Regions from separate parts of the Pan troglodytes genome. Here region 1 is linked to region 2. The links are chromatin contacts, called in public HiChIP or PLAC-seq maps. All regions are on one chromosome and are shown on one strand. Each heading gives the region's core, a stretch centred on a gene start, on an enhancer-like site or on the middle of the called end of the contact. The rest is flanking DNA. Distances are from core to core; before and after follow the strand shown.

What was found. HiChIP or PLAC-seq counts read pairs in DNA pulled down with a chosen protein or histone mark.
Region 1: a contact with region 2 is called in an H3K4me3 HiChIP or PLAC-seq map of stem cell-derived excitatory neurons, with 16 times the contacts expected there. The contact joins the promoter of LRFN1 here to the promoter of PAK4 in region 2. A contact is called at or near these places in 4 of 7 Hi-C or Micro-C datasets (blood, induced pluripotent stem cells and stem cell-derived neural progenitor cells), 1 of 1 datasets of contacts at active chromatin or transcription factors (stem cell-derived excitatory neurons) and 1 of 1 other capture datasets (stem cell-derived neural stem cells).

Annotation. Positions count from the first base shown.
Region 1 is chr20:42,458,701-42,461,403 of NHGRI_mPanTro3-v2.0_pri, reverse strand. LRFN1 (leucine rich repeat and fibronectin type III domain containing 1) reads left to right here and starts at 1,309. Exons shown (of 5, transcript XM_016935906.3): 1 at 1,309-1,428.
Region 2 is chr20:42,256,522-42,259,336 of NHGRI_mPanTro3-v2.0_pri, reverse strand. PAK4 (p21 (RAC1) activated kinase 4) reads right to left here and starts at 1,385. Exons shown (of 9, transcript XM_016935900.4): 1 at 1,160-1,385.

The DNA.
Region 1 (2,703 bases), core at 60-2,559, 200 kb before region 2:
CTGTACAGTGGGATCCAAAACGAGAAGGGTTGAGACCCCAGGAATCTGGGGCACTGCATGAAACAACACAGATTTTTAGGGGAGAAGTTGCTGGGTTTAGGGACCCTGTGAATATCTCAGAAAGAGAAGGAGAGTGGCCTGAGATACTCAGTGGGGTTTGAGGGAAGGGGTGGGGTTCAGCTATGGGACAGGGGATGGGCAAAGGGGTCTGAACTAGGAAGGAGCAAGGCATTCTGGGCTCTATGGAAGTCACAGGGAGGGGGGACTTTCAGGGTCCAAAAGAAAGAATTGGAGCAAGAAGGAGGCAGGGTCCTCAAGGGGGCAGGACTAGTAGGGGGTGGGAAAAAATTGGGGCTAATTGGGGAGTTTTGGAAACCAAAGGATGTCTTGGAGGAGAAGGAGAGAGAAAGGTGTAAGGTCAAAGGGGTGGAAGATGGTTTGGGGTCTAATGGGGTTCATGGGGAAAGTTTAAGGGTCTTCCATAGGGATAAGAGACGTTTTAGGGCCCCCTAGAAGTTAGGCATGGTTTGGAGTTCATACTGGGGGTAAGGGAATGGGTTAGGGTCCTTGAGGGTAGAAGGACATGGCTGGGGGTCCCCAAGAAGGAGTGGAATATGATTTGTGGTTCTGGTGGCTGTAGAATGTGGTTTGGGTCCCCAAAGGGAGTCAGGCACCATCTGGGATTTGGCTGACATATGGTCTGAAGTCTCCCCCGATGTTAGGGTATGATTTGGGGTCCGTGAGGGAAGGGGTGTGGTCTGAGGGTCTATCTGAATGTTGGGATATGATTTAGGGTTGCTGGTGGGGTGGTCTGGATCCCCTTGGATGCTGGGATATGATCTGGGATTCTTCTGGGTTTGGGGGCATGGTCTGGGGTTCCTGACAGTGTGTGGGTCATAGTCTGAGGTCAAGCAGGAGAGCAGGGCATGATTTGTGGTCCTGGGTGGCCCTAGAACATCGCCTGGGTTCTCAAAAGAGGTGAGGCCTGATCCGAGGTCCCTCTGGGTATTAGGACGTGATGGGAGGTCTCTGTAGGGAGATTCGGGGTCCCTAGGCCAGTTGGGGCGTGGTCTGGGGGGGGTCTCGGGGGAGGCCGGCGGGGCTGGGGGTGGGGCTGGGGAAGGGTCGGGGGCGGGCCCGCGGCGGCTCCGCAGTGGAGAGGGGTCTGCGGCAGGTTCGGGGCGGGGATCCCGGGTGTGCGACCGCCCCGCCCGGCCGCCCCCACCAGTCGGCGCCCCCTCCCCCCTTGCGGCGGCGGTGGCGGCGGGCGGCGCGGAGGGCGGAGCTCGGCGGCGGCTCGGGAGGGAGGGCGGGAGGCGGGAGGGAGGCGGCCCCGCGGCACCGCGCCCCCTCCCCCGGCCCTCCCCCCACCATGGCGCGGAGCGAGGCGGCGGCGGCGGGGCCGGGCCCGGGGCCCCCCCGGGCTGGGTGAGCGCGGCCCGCAGAGGCCCGGGAGCGGCGGGCGGGGGCGCGGGTGTGTGCGCGGGTGTGAGCGTGCGAGCGTGCGAGTGTGTGTCCGCGGCGCTGCGGCGGGCCCGGCGTGCGCCCGCGCGGCCCTGTGTGTGCCCGGTGCCGGCGTGTGCGGCGCCCTGCCCGTGTGGCCATCGGGTGTGCGCGGGGTGTCGAGCCCGGCCGGCGTGTCCGGCTGTGCACGCGTGTCCCCCCGAGCGGCCGCCCCTCCGGCTGTGTGTCTGGGCGCTGTCGCGCGCCCATCGGAGGGGCTGTGTGCAGGTGTGTGTGTGCGTGGGTTGTGTGCCCAGGTGTGGGTCCCCCCCCAAGCCCGTGTGCGTGCGCGACTAGCTGCTCTGGGTGTTTGTGTCCGGGTTGGATGTCCATCCCCGGGTCTGTGGAGCCGGGTGTGCCCGCTCGGGTGTCCATTTGTGTGTGTGTGTGTGTGTGTGTGTGTGTGTGTGTGTGTGTCTGTGGGTTGTATGTCTCCGAGGGTGTATATCTGTGAGTCCACGGCAGGTTGCTGGCTTGGGGGCTGAGGCTCGGCGCCTTGTGGGTCCAGGCCTCGGTGTGGATTTGGGGGAGGGGAGTTCGCCGCTCCCTCGGTCCATGTCAACTGGGGGGTCCTTAGCGGTCCTGGGGGAAGCGGCCATGTCTTCCCCTTCCCGGTGGTTGCGGGGGGGGGGGGGATGGGCGGCCAGGAGGTGGACAGATGGAGGGGGGATGAGAGGCCGAGAAGTGGACAGATGGGCCCTGAGGTGGGGGTTGGGGGGCGAAGACCCGGCCCTTCCCCACCCACTCCACCCTAATTCCCCCACCGGCCAGACATCTGCAGACGGAGCCAGAGTTACCTCCATCCTGATGGCCAGGCTGGGGAACCTTTGGGGCTGCTGGTGGGAGGATCTCCTTGAAACCGTGATCTAGGACTCAAACCCCCAAATCCTCTTGAGTTTCCACCTGCTGAACTCTGACCTCTGGCCTGGCTTGTGCCCTGGTTTTTTGGGGGTGTGGAGGGCACGATGCTGAATGTGCTGCAGGGATGTTAGGATTTCTTGGGCCTGGGAAGTAAGTAGGTGGGGTGGTGGGGGGGTGCCTCAGGGCTGGGAGGAATGTGTGTCCAAGACTGTGTGAGTGTGAATCTGGGCCTGTCTACTGACTGTGCTACTGTGGCTCAGTATTTTCTATGCATTTGGAAGTGTGTAAATCACAGGACTGTTGTGTGAGCATGTGTCTGTTATGAGTGAACATCTTGGC
Region 2 (2,815 bases), core at 136-2,635:
CCTGTCAGATCACACCCTTCCAAGGAAACCAAGCAGACAATCCGATCCACCCAGGGAGTGGCCCAGCCCTGCCCAGCCCCCTGCTTCCAGGAGAGACCTAATGGCTGGCACCGGACAATGTGGCGACCAGGGGCAGGGGCCCTGGAATCACCCAGGCCCAGCTTCGATTCTAACTCTGCCTTCAGCAGAAGCTTCTGAGCCTCATTTTTCCCGTCTGTAAAGTAGGTTCATCTTGAGCACTCACTTCACAAGATTGCAGCAGGAGTGAAATACGACCGGGCACACAGGGCGTGGAGCACAGTGTGAGCCCTCATTAAACATTAACCGACATTATGATGATTTGAGAGGCGGTCGGCCAGAGCAGGGCTCTGGGCCAGAACTCCGGAGTTAGAATCCCAGCGCACAACTTATGCATCGGGTGACCTTGTGCAAATCACTTAACCTCTTAATACCAGGTTAAGACCCCCTAAGACTACAGTGAGGACTGAATAAGCTAATACAAGTAAAACGTTAAAAAGAGGGTCTAGCCCATAGTGTTTCATGAGTGTTTGCCATTATTATTTGTGGGAGGGTTCCCCCTTCTCCTGTCACCAGGAAGCATCTCTGACCCCGCCCCTGGATGCCCCGCCCCCCCCGTCCCCTGCAATACGCCCTCCTTGGGTTTTAATTTTTGACTCTGGGAAACAGCTGCCCCGCTGTCAGATTCTCACCTTTGTACCTTCTAGGCACGCCCCAGCTTTGAACCCCTAAAAGACGCCCCCGAACCTAAAACTCATTCATCTGCTCCGCTGGGGGCAGCTTTAAACCTCCAACCTGGCGCCCCTGGGGCTGTGACCTCTGACCCTCGTGGGGGCAGCCTTCCCTCAAATTATTAACTTTGACCCTGCCTTTTTTGAGACTCGCCCAGATCCCCTCGAACGCGCCCCCACTTCGAATTTCAAACTTTGCACTCCCCTTCGCCACGCCCCCTTCGCTGTTTGATCTCCGACCTCCACTACAACTCCCTCCAGTCTGCGTTAACCCCCGATCCCTCGGACGCGACCCTTCCCTCCACCAGTGACCTTTGACCCCGGCGGCCCCGCCCCCCTCCTCGCGGAAACGCCGTCCCGCCGCCAGCGCCCGGCCCACCGCAAGCCCCTGGCCGGACCCCTTATCCTACCGGCTCGGCGCCGCAGTCGCTCGCGGCCTAACTGCTCGGCCTGGAACTCCGCGCCCTCGCGCCTCCCTCAGCTCTCTTGCACCGCCACCACCGCGGCCACTCCCGCCGCCATGTTGAATCCCCAACGAACATCCGGGGCTTTCCCCCCTCACCGCCCACCAGTCCCCATAGCAACGAGGCTGACCGGGCAGTGGGCAGGGCCAGTGCGGGGGCGGAGTCGGGCGCCTCTCAGGGCCCGCTCCAGCCTCCGATTGGTACAGAGCGTCCAATCGGAGACCTTCGGGCAGAAAATGCCAAGCGGGGATTGGAAATTTTGGAAAAGGTGCGGGAAGGCTGGCTCCCGGGCCCACTGAGGTCCTTAAAGGGGAAATGACTGTTTTCGTGTGATACTGATTTTCTAACTTCCCCCCCAGCAGGAGTTAGGGGCTGGGAGAAAGTAATGAGTTAATGGGCAGAAACAGTTCTTAAGCACTTACTAGGAGGCAGGCACCGGGATAAGTGCTTTACTTGCATTTTCTCGCTGCATATACAACCCTGTGGTATAATATCATTAATACCCATTTTACAGATAAAGAAACAGAGGTTCAGAGGGTGAAATAGCTGGCTTAGCATCATAGAAAGAAGGTAATGAGTTTTGAACGCTGGTCTGTCTGAGCCCGGGAACCTGAGACTGTTTGCTCTTCAATTTTTAAATAAGTTTTTACGAAGTAATTGGTCAAAATACTGGAAACAAACAGCAGACATCTTCTTTAAAAATTTTTTTTAATTTTATTTTTACTTATTTATTTGTCTTGAGACAGAGTTTCGCTCTTGTTGCCCAGGCTGGAGTGCAATGGCGCGATCTCAGCTCACTGCAACCTCCGCCTCCCGGGTTCAAGAGATTCTCCTGCCTCAGCCTCCTGAGTAGCTGGAATTACAGGCGTCCACCACCACACCCAGCTAATTTTTTGTATTTTTAGTAGAGACAGCGTTTCACCATGTTGGCCAGGCTGGTCTCGAACTCCTGACCTCAGGTGATCTATCCACCTCGGCCTCCCAGAGTGCTGGGATTACACGTGTGAGCCACCAAGCTGGCCTTTTTCTTTTATTTTTAAAGAGAGAGTTTTGTTGTGTTGGCCAGGCTGGTCTCGAACTCCTGGGCTCAAACTATACTCCTGCCTCGGCCTCCCAAAGTGCTGGGATTGCAGGCGTGAGCCACCGCGCCCAGCCAGACATCTCTCCTCCTGGATCTTATTCACTGGACTCCAGCCTTCATGCTGTTCCTGAACTCTTGTCAGGTGCGCTCTCACCTCACAGTCTTTGCATTGGTTGTTCCTCTGCCTGGAACATACTCTTCCCCCAGGTATCCTTATCTCTCCCTCCCTTTTCTCAGGGCTTTAGACAGATGTCACTTTCTCTGTGAACTAATTCCCTCGCTCACCCTAAGGAAAGCAGCAAACATCCCTCTCACATACTACCAAACTCTGTCTGCTTTGTTCTTATTTCTCACTGCTAATTGTAGTTATTGCTTGTTGGTTGTCTCCTCTGCTGGAATGTCAGCCCCATGACAACATGGATTTCTGTCTTTGTTCACTGCTGCATTCCCAGTGCCCCAGCACTGTTGGCATGTAGATGCTCAGTAAACATTGGTGGAAGGGCTGTTTGAATGCGTGGTAA